Regions from separate parts of the Mus musculus genome. Here region 1 is linked to region 2. Evidence: chromatin contacts called from public promoter capture Hi-C data. All regions are on one chromosome and are shown on one strand. Each heading gives the region's core, a stretch centred on a gene start, on an enhancer-like site or on the middle of the called end of the contact. The rest is flanking DNA. Distances are from core to core; before and after follow the strand shown. Region 1 holds the start of Arhgap45 (Rho GTPase activating protein 45). Region 2 holds the start of Hcn2 (hyperpolarization-activated, cyclic nucleotide-gated K+ 2).

Region 1 (6,913 bases), core at 460-2,959, 300 kb after region 2:
ACACTGACTCTAAGGGTCCCACCGGACCAGCCTGAGCCGGCGATAGCCTTCATCAGGATCACATTCCCTGGGGCTGAACTCCGGGAGGTGCACGGCAGCCGTCTGCGCTTCCAACTGCCACCGGGGGGCAGATGCACCCTGACACGAGTGTTCAGGGAGCTGGCTGCCCAGGGCAGGGCCCACGGTGTGGAGGACTTCTCTGTGAGCCAGACCACTCTGGAGGAGGTGACTTCGGGCACCATCAAAGGGTTTGAAGGGAAGAGCTGAGGTGCCTCAGGACCCTGGGCTGACATCTACCCCCACCCCATGCATTTCTGCCCCCTCCATGTCTCTGCCCTGCCAGGTGTTCCTATATTTCTCCAAAGACCAAGGGGAAGAGGAAGAGAGCAGTCGGCAGGAGGCTGAAGAAGAGGAGGTTTCCAAACCTGGCCGGCAGCATCCCAAACGTGTCAGCCGATTCCTGGAAGACCCCAGCTCTGTGGAGACCATGATCTGAGCATGCCTGCCTTGGGACTGAGTGGCAAAGCTCAGACAGAGGATCTCTGTACCATACGCTGGCTCCCAGAAAGCCTTGGGCTCTGGGGGAAATAAAAAGAAACTAGAATGAGAATGAGGCCACGGCTGAGTTTGTGTTTTAGGAGTCTTAGCTCTGTACAGTCCCATACACTATCACATGTACAGTATGCGCGTGTGTCCTGCTGTGAATTGCCTGCAACACGGACACTTCCCAGGTGTCCAGTCACACGTATCCTGACCTGCATGTACCTATGTGGGTCTGACACCCAAGGGCGGGACTTGTGAGTGTTTCTGACCGTGAAGTAGAGATGAGGTCAGGCTTGTGGAATGTTCCAGACGGTATAGAGGACCCTGGTACTTTCCTGGCCTGACCGGACCAGAAGCCCACCCCAGAGCCAGCCAGTCTTCATCCTGAGACAACCTCCCAAGCCCACCCCCAGCCATCCAACTATGAGTGGGAGGCACGGGACCCTTAAGGGGCTCCTCGGCTGGGTTTGTGGCTGGACCAGAGCTTGGAGAGCGGGCCTAGGTACTGCAGGCTGCGGCCTTTCTGGGCTGTGTCCCCGAGAGCCACCCAGTGTGCCTGAGGTCAGTGGAGTTTGGGATGGTTAAGGGACATGGTGTCTAAATTATTAAATAGTACCTCTGGGGATCCTGAGACCTGAAGCTCAGAGCTGGGATATAGAGGGCAGAGTGGGAGTGGGAGCTAAGTGGAGGCCAGCAGGGCAGTGGAGCTCCTGGGTTGCTGGATGGAAGCCACCCAGGCATGGCACCTTCAGGTCCTATGGTCCCCAGAAGACTGTAAGGCTGGTGATTATAGGGAATGGGGGGTCACCTGTGCATGGTGAGGGACTCAGGGGGTGTCTGTTTGATCTGTGTGTGAACCTGTTGCTCAGCCTCCTCTCTGGTCTTTCATATCAGTATACACATGACACTGCCTTTCTTGACTGTATGTTATGTCCCAAGCAAGAGTCAGCTAATGCCTGGATCGGGTGGCCACACAGGACACAGGCTGCAAGTGGAAGGTGGCCTGCTGTGGGGAACCTGTGTCAGAGTCAGTGTGCAGAGTCCTATAAGAGCTGACACTTGGGACAGTCACACTGGGGGCGGATCTGAGGTGTCACCTCCCTCCCTCTGCTGGGGAGCCTTTTCCTGTGTAGGAGACTTATGCGCCAATGAGAGCCAAGCCAGTCACGTGTGGCTCTGACAGCTGGGGAGGGGGTGGCCCTGAGCAATGTGGTCCAGAGACAGCCTGCACCAGGAGTTGCAGGACTGAGACCACCCCCAGACTCCCACCCTGCCGTTGCCCGCCTGTCCTCACCTAGGGCCACTGGGGCTGACTCCACCATGTTCTCTCGGAAGAAGCGAGAACTTATGAAAACTCCCTCTATTTCCAAAAAGAACCGCGCGGGGAGCCCCAACCCGCAGTCCTCCTCAGGGGTGAGTGGGGCACAGAGCGGGTGGGGACCCAGGATGACACCCACAGCCTGTGGTCACTGATGGGCATAGCATGCAACTACAACACCATGCTGGGTCCACGCTGGGGGAACCGGGCCAGCTATAGTCCACACCAGGCAGAATGGCCGGCGACAAGGAGTGGCCTGAACCTAGGAGGCCGCATTACGGTAGGTAGGGATGGCCTTGGGTGGCAACCAAGTCACCCATCTTGATGAGGGATGTCCCCGTCGTGTGCCAATGACGGTTGTGGGTAGTGGGTAGAACTGGTATTGGAGTCTAGTGACTACACTGTAATATGGGGTCTGGGCAATTTTAGGGTTCTGAAAGCCAATGGGGAACTGGTGTTGAACTGGGGTGCAGGTGTACAGAGCAGATTGGGGGGGTCTCCAAGTTTCTCCAGGACCTGCTGCTGCCTGCTGAGCTTTTGAGAATTTGTGAGGTTTAGGGGTACCTCTACTAGGTCTGGGGGTGTCCTGAGACACAGGAGCCTGATGATCTTTTCAGGTCACAGAAGTTATCCATGTTTTTAGAAAGTGGACACCCGTAGAGGTATCTGGGGTGGCTACAGGGTTAGAGACTCACAAGAGTCCTCCCCACCCCCACCAGGAAGTGGGGTGCCCCCTCCCTCCTGTGCCCCACAGGCCCCGCCTCTGGCTGTGGTTTGGGTAGGGACGGTTGTTTGTGAAAGCTATAGACAGGAGGATGTTGGGTAACAGGTGGGGGGGGGGGAGCTTAAAATTCTCTGCCCACTGACCTCTGACCCCTGTGAGGACTTTCTGGGGAAACTGAGGCAGTGTCTGGGATGGGGGATCCCCTTGACTCCTCTTCCCTATGCATACCTAGGAGCTGCCCAGGAAGGATTGGACAGAAGCTCCCGGCCTGGAGCCACCAGCCACATCCCTGTCCACGGTAGCCAAGGGCACAGGGACACTCAAAAGACCCACCAGCCTGAGCCGCCATGCCAGTGCAGCAGGCTTCCCGCTCTCGGGCACTGCCACCTGGACCCTGGGCCGTGGGTACCGAAGCCCCCTTTCTGCGGCCAGTCCGGCAGAGTTACCCACTGAGGGAGCTTTCCCTGATGGCGTAGAAGACATCTCAACCCTGCTGGCGGATGTGGCCCGCTTTGCTGAGGGCTTGGAGAAGCTCAAGGAGTGTGTGCTGCAGGACGGTGAGGATCTTCAGAGCAGCACGGAGGGAGGGCAGGAGGTGGGCAGCCTCTCAGCCCAGCACTCAGGCAGGAGGATCTCTGTGAGTCTACACTTGAGTCTTATGCAGGTCAGCCAGAATTACAGTGAGACCCTGACTCAGAAAGAATGAAAGAAAGAAAGAAAGAAAGAAAGAAAGAAAGAAAGAAAGAAAGGAAGGAAGGAAGGAAGGAAGGAAGGAAGGAAGGAAGAAAGAAAGAAAGAAAGAAAGAAAGAAAGAAAGAAAGAAAGAAAGAAAGAGAAAGAGAGAGAGAGAGAGAAGTGGCGCACGCCTTTAATCCCAGCACTTGGGAGGCAGAGGCAGGTGGATTTCTGAGTTCAAGGCCAGCCTGGTCTACAAAGTGAGTTCCAGGACAGACAGGGCTATACAGAAAAACCCTGTCTCGAAAAGCCAAAAAAAAAAAAAAAAAAAAAAAAAGGTAGAAGAAGAAAAAGGGCGGGGGGGGGATATGAGGAGGTTTCAAATAGGATGAAAAGAAGTGCATGTGTCAACTAAAGTTCTGAAGGATGTGTAGGAGTTTGCTGGCGTGCCTGGTCCTACAGGGGGAATGTCTTAGGCATTTGCTCAGATACATAGAAACTGAGGTTGTATGTAAGGAGCACTGTGTGAGGACAGAGGGCTGCAGAGGCAGAAGGACCCTGGCTGCAGCACTGGGGGACTGCAGAACACGGAAGGTGTTAAAGCAGAGGCCACGGGAGGTACTGGAAGTGAGTGGCCCCGTTCCGTTTTCTCCTGCATGCAGTTGATGATGGCTCCGTCCGTTTCCTCCAGAGTTATTTTCACCTCCTTCCTGTTTGTCTCTGGCAGCTCAGTGAGATGGGTCGGGCACCAGACTCAGCCCCCCCCGCCCCCCCCCCCCGCTGCTCCCCGGAAACCACTTGTCAGAGCTGTGCCCAGCACGCAGCTCCAGTCCTCCCAGTCACTCCCTCCCACAGATCCAGAGAGATCCAGGGAGGTGGAGGCTGGGTCTGCCCTCACCCAGGAGCCTGTGCAGGCCACTCCCTCCTGGAGAGCCCCTGGGCTTATCTGGACTCCCCGGTGGAGGCTGAGTCTGCTTTTCTGGGGAAATCTTAATCTCCGGCCTTTCTTTACCCAGGCATCCTTGGAGACCTGGTCCGCATGCGTGGGGTCATCAGCTAACTGTGACCCACAAGCCTGTATAGGACATGCGCTGGTGCTCTGCGTGTACCAGGCTCTGGGCCTGGGTTTTTTTTAAAACAGGACAAGAACAGAGTCCCCAGAGATTCCGGTGCATTTAAGGCTACAACTGGGGGTGGACACAGGACCCTCAAAGGCTCTTTCTCTGAAGCCTTCCTCTGCCCTGAGCATCCAACTCCCAGCCTCAGTTTACCTGAAAACCCCACCCTCACATCCAGTCAAATTCCTCCTCTGTGGTTAGGGAACAGCCCTTGAGCTAGCCTATGGAGATATGAGGGGTGGGGTTGTTCCCAGAGAGAGGCGGGGCCTGATGACCGGCCTAAGCCGGTTTGGCTGTCGGCTATCCCCCCCTAAGAACTCCTAGGCACTGAGGACCCAGGTCCCTTGACCACGTACTAGCGTTCTGTCCCTCCATACATTACTGAGCAATGTGTGTCTGTGGGACTCTGCATCCAGCGCTGGACCATGACCCCCTGTGCTGCCAGACTCGCGCCCGAGGTGAGAGGACAGTGCAGGATGTGGGTCCCCCCACTTAAGGCTAGGACCCTGCACACGTGGCCTGTTCAGGGCCTTGGCACAACCCCAGGGTGCCCAGGAGCTCTTCACCCCTCTTGGCTGCATCTCAGGTTCCATCCTGCCTTGAGGTGGCCCATGTGAGGGGCCGCAGGGACCCCAGCTGCCCAGAGGGTACGTGCCTGGAATGCCCCAGGAGGGGGCGCGGCTTCCCAACCAGAATTCGGGGATTCCTGGATCGGAGTGCAACTCCCGACATGGGCTCAGATTCTGACCACCAAAAACGTGGAGGGAATGGCCTCCGGGGTGGCATTCCACCGGGGCCTTGGTGTCTGCAGGAGGCCAGGGAACTTTTTCAGATTCGGGTTTGAGGAGCTACGGTCTTCAATGTCCTATCATGTCGCATAAGGTCTTGGGCTTGCCTGCACTGTGCAACGGCGGAAAAAACAGTCAAAAATCTCCGCCTTCCAAATGAGGGCCTTTGAGGATGGAGGGCTGTGGTGTGATCTCATAGCGTTGGGGAGGCAGAGGCTGGCCTGAACTGCACAGGGACAGTGTTAAGGCTTGTTCAGCATCTAGATGGGACGCCCGTCCTCTGGCTCTGATGCTTTCCGTGGCTCCCTGCTGCTCAGAGGTATAATGACACAAAAGCCCGGCAAGGTCCTCCTTCCACAGAAAGCTGGGTGACTACTGACAAGTGGCTTTCCCTCACTGTGCACATCTGCAGGGCCAGCGGGGTGTAAGTCCAGGAAAGAGTAAAGTTAATGAACTTGCTTGGGAAAATCGTCTCTTCTGTCCACCCCTGCCTCAGTTTCCCCATCTGGAAAGACTGGGGCCAGCCTCTTCCTTTTCACCCATGCTAACTCTGCCCGGCAGACCTTCTCGAGGCCCGCCGGCCACTGGCCCATGAGTGCCTGGGTGAAGCTCTGCGAGTCATGCGCCAGGTCATCTCCAGATACCCACTCCTCAACACCGTGGAGACACTCACAGCCGCTGGTACACTCATTGCCAAGGTCAAAGGTCAGTCCGGTGAGGTCCACAGTGGGAGGGTTTCCCAGAAGAGGGGATCTCTGTCGTGGGGTTTTGAAGGGTGCATAGGCATTTGACAAACACACCCCCCCCTCGTCTGCCTCTCAGCCTTTCATTATGAATGCAACAATGAATCAGATAAGAGGGAATTTGAGAAGGCTCTGGAAACCATTGCGGTGTCCTTCAGCTGCACGTGAGCTCGGGGCCTGTGGGGGGCAGAGTGGAGTTCGGGAGTATGGCTGATGTGGACCTCTGGAATGACTCCCCCTGGCCCTGCAGTGTGTCCGAGTTCCTTTTGGGTGAAGTGGACAGCAGTACTCTCCTGGCGGTGCCTCCGGGGGACCCCAGCCAGGTGAGCAGCCAGCAGCTCACATCCAGGTCAAGGTGTTTGTGGGAAGGAGTGGCCATCTCCCACAGGGTGGGCACCTGGCTCAGCTGTGTGACTATCTCCTGGGCTGGGTCTCTCTGAGGAGCTGTCGAGGGTGTTAGAGCTAAAGAGGGGCAGGGCAGAGGCGAGGCCTGAACAGAACGTGGTTCCTCACACAGTCCATGGAGAACCTTTATGGGGCTGGCACGGAGGGGCCCCCACATAACGTGGAGGAATGTGAAGAAGGTGAGTGTCTCCGGGTGTGGGGCTGGGGAGGCAGGAGGTGGCGGGGCCTCGAGAGGTGTGGACTTCCGGACTGAGCACTGGCCCCCAAAGGTTGCCTGCCCCCCGAAGAGGTGGACATGCTTCTGCAGCGATGCGAAGGGGGTGTGGACGCTGCACTGCAGTATGCAAAAGACATGGCCAGGTACATGAAGGACCTCATCAGCTACCTGGAGAAGAGGACCACCCTGGGTGAGCGACTGAGACACCTGGGGTGGGGTGGATGGGAGGGGCAGGGTGGGGTGGGGGGGGTCTAGGGAAGGCTGTTTCCAAAGCCTCACTCTGCACCCCATTCTTTGGTAGAGATGGAATTCGCCAAAGGTCTCCAGAAGGTTGTCCACAACTGCAGACAGAGCGTCACACACGAGGTGGGTTGGGGGAAAC
Region 2 (7,059 bases), core at 3,000-5,499:
TCAGGACAGGTGTATGTGGTGGTATAGTCTGACTCCAGAGAGACAGCTTTGATCCCAGCAGAGTACATCCCAGAGTGGTGGTGGTTAAGGGAGAGAAGTCGGGGGGGGGGGGGGGGGGGGAGGCGGGGCGATAGCAGACCTTTCTGAAGACTCCCTGAGGTAAAACAGGCCCTCCGCTTCAGGCCAAGGAAAAATTCCTCAGACACCTCCCTGGCCTTCCAGCCACTAGAGGGCGCTGCACTTTAGTCCACTGAGGAAACCGGTGCCCTAGACCCAGCCAAATGGCTGGCTTATCTTTAGTACACACATGCAACTGCATATGTCTGGCACCTCACCCTCTTGTGGAGTTCTTAGAAGAACAGGAGAACCTGCTTAAGGCTCAGAGTCATCCCTGACTACACAAATGTCCACATGGGCCTGTGTAGAGAGAAGCCTAGGGCAACCACTTCCAGCAGTGGTGACCTATGGTGTGTCTGGGGTTCTGTCCATTAAATCAGGACACCCTCACCTCTGCAACTGCAGGTGCAGCCCCAGTCCTCACGCACTTCCCTTGGGGTCTCAAGGCAGGTACTGTGGGTCTTAACATCTGGAAGACAGGACACAGGTGTTTAGAAAGTAGTTCTATTTAGGGGTTCACCTCCAGAGCAGTAGTTCCCCCTTGAGAAGCAAAGGGGCATATCCACATCTTTCAGGCTGTCCAAACAGCCCAACCAAAGCCTAACAAATACTGGCTGCTTGCCCCTCGGCCCAGGATAGCACAGGAGCAAATGTTCAAACATGACCCTAAAGGCTTCTCAGTTCCTGAGATGAGATGGGTACAGGGTCAACTTTGTCAGAAACAGGACAGCCTGGAAACCACAGGGACTTGAGATCCAGCCTCCAGCTGGCAGGCAGAGACAAATCCCAGGGCCTTTGTAAAACAAAGACTCATTGATGGGGTAGGACTCAACATGGACTCAGCAACTCACTGGTCATTTCTGCTCCAAGCAGACGTCTGTCAAACCCTCTCCAGCCCTTGGTCCACCTACTCAGTGCCATCCTAGTCCATAAGGCAGTGTGCAAGTGGGCAGGAGGACCAGACAATACATAGCAGCACTGAAGTTTGTAGAGGCCATGACTGTGAAGTCTCATAGATGGGGGCTCATGGTGAGCCAGTTTCTCCACACCCCAACTGGGGCCTGGGGGAGAAGCACCCAGGCCAACCATAAGTGAGTAAGACAGGCTGGCGAAGTGATGCACACCTGTTGGCACTCTGCAAAGTGGAGTCAGAAGGATCCGTTCAAGGTCACCCTCAGCACATACTGACTTCTACAGCCTATGTCATATGAGCCATTGTCTCCAAAAGACAAAAATAAAATATAGCCATCCTCCCTGGATGTGCATATGCCAAAGAAATTGAGACCCCAGGAAGATGTGCAGTGGACACCCAGGCTGTATGTGTGTAGATCAGAGCCTGAGACGTCCCTTTACCTTCAGGTCAGGAAACCCACAATGCAGATCCTGGCAGCCAAGGAGTCCAACTTTGGCTTGCTGAATGCTGTTAGGGCAGCTTCCCCATCTGGTCTATGCCTTCCCTGGCCTGGCCTGGTTCTGACTCAATTCAAAATACCCCAGAATCGTGAATAGGAAATGACTGGTTAGTGTTGGGAGGGCAGGGAAGAGTCTAAAGGAGACCCTTGAAGCAAATGATTTGGTCCCTAGGGTTATTGGGTTGTTGATTTATTCGCTTGGTTTTCTAAAGGTCATGATGAGGTTGTGTACCTGTGTGTGATGGGGGAGCTATAGGGCTGAACTGAAGTTACAGATGTGTACGATTGATTAACCGATTGATCAACCATTGATTAACTGATTGACAGGGTCTCATCAAGTAGCACTGGTTACTCTGCAGTTCACTATGAAGATCAGGCTGGCCTCAAACTTAGAGACCCCTCCCAAAGGCTGGGGTTGAAACTAGAGAGTAGAGAGGGCTCAGCAGTTTAAGAGCATTTATGGCTCTTGCAGGTGATCTGGGTTTGGTTCCCAGAATCATTCATAGCTCCAAATCGCTCCAGCTCCAGGGGAATCCAACACCCTCTTCTGGCTTCGTTAAGGACCATGCTTGCATGTGGTGTACATACATACATACATACATACATACATACATACATACATATATACATACATACATAATACATACATACAGACCGACAGACAGAAAGACAAATAAAATGAGACAAATACATCTAAAAGACAAAAACGTAGCTAAATAAGTAAGGACAGCTCCTGAGTAATGACACCCAAGGTTGACCTCTGGCTTCTGCACATGCACACATACACACACATACACATCAGCCCTGAGCCACTCACTTACTGAATATCAGAAAAAAACCTCATGTGTCAGCATGGACATGGGGAGACCAGGTAGCCACAGCTAGTTTCTACTCGTTGAAAGCACCTGGCTCAGGGCTGGAGAGATGGCTCAGTGGTTAAGAGCACTGACTGCTCTTCTGAAGGTCCTGAGTTCAAATCCCAGCAAACACATTGTGGCTCATAACCACCAATAATGAGGTCTGACGCCCTCTTCTGGTGCATCTGAAGCTACAGTGTACTTAAATTTAATAATAAATCTTAAAAGAAAAAGAAGACACCTGGCTCTTTTTAGAATCCTTTGTGAGCCCAAGGGCTGCCTGGCAGAGCAGTCTCCTGGCATGGCAGGTCCTCTGCCAGCCAGTAGCCATGCTGCCTCCTCCCCTGCACTCAACCACAAGTCCTGGAGCTCTGGCGACCTGCCCAGCTGACATCTTCCCAGGGTGAACATAAAAGATCCCCCTTCATCTGGAACAGGCATGTGCCCTGGGGCGGAGCAGCCTGGCACTGTCAACTGTGATGTTCAAAAGTGGAGGCCAGAGGGGTGCCAGGGGCAGCTCCAGAGTCCCCGGGGTCGGGGCAGCCCATCTGTGTCAGATGAGGGCATGCAGCTGGCATGGCACATCCAACATCACTGGACACCTACTGTGAGCAGACAGAAGTCATAGCCCCATTCTTGAGACACTCAACCAATAGCTAAATATGAGGTCAGGCCAGAAACAGTGAAGGCTGTAGGGACCTTGATGACCCATAAAGGGCTGGAAGGGTCCAAGAGAAGTTAAGAGGGACCCAGAAGATCTAAAAGGGTCTAGAAAGGGTCCAGAAGCATCCAGGGGAGTTTGTAAAAGGTCAGAAGGATTTAAGTGAACTTAGGGTCCAGGGAAATAAGGGAGAATCTAAGGATGCCCAGAGGGGACATAAGAAGGTCCCAAGAGTCTCCTGAATGAGAACTTTCTTCCCACCAGTTCACAGCTATTCTTCCCCTGTATTTCCTCCCTTCTCCCCAACATCCTGTCATAAAATCCTCTCCACTCTTTGGTGAAGAAGGGTGGGAATTTAGAGTCAGAACTAGTGTCACCTGGCTCCAGCCTCAGGCCACAGCCTTAGGACCCCCAGGAGCCAATGTCTCCCCGGACCTGGGGTAAAGTGTGGAATGTAACTGATGCCTGAGTCAAGGTGGCAGAGAGTAGGGGTCGGGTATATGTACAGAGGCAGAAGTTGAACCAGGATCCCCTGGAGACCGCTAAGGACTACCTAACCTGGGATCCTCACTTTTTAAGGGAGAAGTCGCCAGAAGCCACAGGAGTCTTGCTACTGTTTTTGTTGCCTGACCATGCCTCAGTTTCCCCACAAGTAGGGCTTGGAGATGGGCTGAGATTAGAACCCAGAATGATCTCAGCCCTTCTCACAAATATTCATAGGTTTCTGCCTTGGAGGCGGTGAAAGCGACAGAGCCAGAGATATGGTAGCCTCCGGGAACACACTTTTATTATGGAATCTGCCACCTTGAACCGAGAAAGGAGTTGGCACCCGAGGGGTGAGCGTCAGCGGTTGCCCCGCCCGCGGTGTCCTCGAGATCGCGGAGGAACCCCAGAGTGGACCAGGGCTTGGTCTGCATCGTGCGTCAAGGCAGGGGCCCGCCGGCTGGGCTCTGTGACCTTGGGTTCGTCCTTGGCCTCAGTTTCCCCCTGGGGAACCGAGCCTGAGCGCATCTCCAAGGTCTCAAGGGGCTGACTGACCTTGAGCCTGCTTGCTGGCCAGAGCCTCAGTTTCCCCATCCATCCCTGTGTGGGGTGAGGGTGGTTCAGGTGGAGGCGGGGCTCCCGCCCCCGCCCCTCCCCCGCAAGCAGAGGCTCCACCCCCGGCTCCGCCCTCCCTCGGGCTCGGCCGGCGGCGGCGGCGGCCGCTCCGCTCCGCACTGCCCGGCGCCGCCTCGCCATGGATGCGCGCGGGGGCGGCGGGCGGCCGGGCGATAGTCCGGGCACGACCCCTGCGCCGGGGCCGCCGCCACCGCCGCCGCCGCCCGCGCCCCCTCAGCCTCAGCCACCACCCGCGCCACCCCCGAACCCCACGACCCCCTCGCACCCGGAGTCGGCGGACGAGCCCGGCCCGCGCGCCCGGCTCTGCAGCCGCGACAGCGCCTGCACCCCTGGCGCGGCCAAGGGCGGCGCGAATGGCGAGTGCGGGCGCGGGGAGCCGCAGTGCAGCCCCGAGGGCCCCGCGCGCGGCCCCAAGGTTTCGTTCTCATGCCGCGGGGCGGCCTCCGGGCCCTCGGCGGCCGAGGAGGCGGGCAGCGAGGAGGCGGGCCCGGCGGGTGAGCCGCGCGGCAGCCAGGCTAGCTTCCTGCAGCGCCAATTCGGGGCGCTTCTGCAGCCCGGCGTCAACAAGTTCTCCCTGCGGATGTTCGGCAGCCAGAAGGCCGTGGAGCGCGAGCAGGAACGCGTGAAGTCGGCGGGGGCCTGGATCATCCACCCCTACAGCGACTTCAGGTGCCGCCTCCGGGAGGGGCCCGTCCTTGGCGCGCCCGGGAGAGGGCGGGGCGCCACGTCCCGGATGGTGACCTCGGGGTGGTGGCAGTTCGAGTCACCGGGCCGAGGATGGGGGGTAGTCCCCTCGCGGTGACCTCGGGCTCGACCCGGACCCACCCCCGAGGGACCCTGGTGTGCAGAGGGTCCGCCCTTTTGGAGGCCTGGAGTGAGGGGGTCCTTGGCGCTCCCCCTCCCGCGCGCCCTAGTTGCAGTGGGCGAGAACCGCGGCCTCAGGGCCAGGGTCTGAGCGCATAGGGGTGGAGAGGACGAATAGAGGGGAACGTGGGTGCCCGTAGGCCGCGGAGCAGAAATGAGGGTGGAAAGATGGGTAGAAAGGAGAAAGGAAGAAAAAGGAGGAGGAAGGAAAAGAAGGGAAGGAAAGAAGGAAGAAATAAGGAAGGACGCATGGGAAAGGACGCGCTCGGGAGGCCTCGGGGAGGGCGTTATTAAGCGGGCGCCTCGCGTTCCCACGGTCTCCACTTGCGCCCGGGGCGGGCGCGTTCCGAGTACCCACACATCCCGGGTGTGTGGCTACGGACGTGGCCTGAGTTGGCTGCTGCGTGCAGCGAAAGAAGCTGGCGTAGGGCCATGACCCGAGTGTTTGCGTCTGTCTCTCCTTTCCGAGCGAGCTTGTGATGTGATGCCCGAGAGGGTCCTGGGGAGGCGTGTTTCGGTGGATCAAGGGGAGGCGTGTCCCTAGAGGTGTGGCTGGTGGGTCTCTAGAAGTACCTGTTGGGATGCTAGCTGTGCGCGCGCGTGTGTCCCGAGTGGGTGTACACTCGAGGGCCATAGGGAGAGCTGCGTGCAAGGGATGCAGGCTAATGACCCTATCTGCGGTGACAGTTAGGGTGCAGATTTGAAGACAGGATGCTTCCCTATCCCGAAAACTGTAGCTTGAAGTTTCAGGACCACGGACAGCTCCAGGACCTGTGGCGGCTCCTGCTTGTCCCTTCTCCAGTGCTTGATAATTGAGCAAATAGAGGCCCACGAACAACCTCCCTGAGACCAGAATGCCACCTTTACCAGGAACCTAGGTGTGGGGAAGATGCCCAGGGGTTAGAGCCAACAGGATTTGTTCTTGAATACCCTAGCCTGAGTGCCTTATGCCCAGGTTAGAGGTGGGGACATAAGGCCACCCTTAGGCTTGGGTTCTTGCCTGCAGTCCTGACCTGTGGCTGGTTTGAAGGTGCGTGGGAATGGGAGGCTTTGAGAAGAAACTGAGCTCCTACCTTGAGGCCTTGTGGGTGCAGGTGCTAGCCGGGCCCTGTGCATGCTGTGGCTGCCATAGCCCTCAACTATGGAGAGATTCACAGACCAAGAGTCTTGCCCGGAGAACCAGAGCAAACAGAAGGGGAGCAAGGGTGTACCTGGGGTTAGAGGAGTCAGTGTGGCCATCAAAATTCAAAGCTAGTACTTGGGGCCACCCACCTTTCATGTCTGGGGACTTGTGGCCCTTCCAGAACTTTCTGATTAAATGTTGACCAAGATGGTCTCCAGAGCCTCTAGGGGCTGTTGGAAACACCAAGTGTGTTGTCGCCTAAAACATTGATTGATTGGATGAAGTCCAGGTTAGCCCTCTACTGATGAACCCTGCACACCCTCAGCCCACTTTCTACTTTTTGTTCTGAGACAGAATTTCACTGTGTTGCTCAGCGGCCTTGAATTGAGCATCCTCCTGCCTCAGTTTCCTGAGTAACTGGGATAACAGGTGTGTACCACTAAGCCCAACAGTATTAATTGAACATTAAAAAAAAAAGAAGAAGATCCTACCCCGAGGATAGGAAAAGTCGTTCAGACATTGTTATACCTCAGGTGGGCAATATCTATGTACATAATATGTGTATTTTTTAATTCCTTATGCCGAGTAGTGGGCAGGGATCTTCCATCCCTACCCAGGGACTGGGCAGCTCCCCGTGTTGGCTCTGACTTGGTTCCCTAGTGGCTCAGTCCTGTGACTTGGCTGGCATGCCTGACATCTGGATGGGACTTTGGTGACTAGGTTGGTGACTTTGTCTCCCTGCCCGGCAGGAGGGAGAGGGGGAGTCATTGCAAACAGCAAGGGAGGCAGGGCTGTGGGATGTCAGGGCCTTTGGGTATTGGTTGCCTGCGGCATGCAGTCTACAGGGACCCAGAGGAGCCAGGTTCTTGGCAGAATTCCATCCTAGAGTCCCCGAGGACTCAGGGT

Evidence for each region. Capture Hi-C pulls out chosen DNA fragments and counts their contacts.
Region 1: a promoter capture Hi-C map of pancreatic islet shows a contact between it and region 2. The contact joins the promoter of Arhgap45 here to the promoter of Hcn2 in region 2. A contact is called at or near these places in 1 of 39 promoter capture datasets (neural stem cells), 1 of 115 datasets of contacts at active chromatin or transcription factors (pancreatic cancer cells) and 2 of 9 other capture datasets (liver and pancreatic islet).

Annotation. Positions count from the first base shown.
Region 1 is chr10:80,014,963-80,021,875 of GRCm38.p6, forward strand. Arhgap45 (Rho GTPase activating protein 45) reads left to right here and starts at 1,710. Exons shown (of 23, transcript NM_001142701.1): 1 at 1,710-1,956; 2 at 2,818-3,142; 3 at 5,728-5,871; 4 at 5,989-6,073; 5 at 6,160-6,232; 6 at 6,427-6,493; 7 at 6,584-6,721; 8 at 6,833-6,897. The coding sequence starts at 1,864. Abca7 (ATP-binding cassette, sub-family A (ABC1), member 7) reads left to right here. Exons shown (of 47, transcript NM_001347081.2): 46 at 1-225; 47 at 344-610. The coding sequence ends at 496.
Region 2 is chr10:79,712,385-79,719,443 of GRCm38.p6, forward strand. Hcn2 (hyperpolarization-activated, cyclic nucleotide-gated K+ 2) reads left to right here and starts at 4,250. Exons shown (of 8, transcript NM_008226.2): 1 at 4,250-4,835. The coding sequence starts at 4,285.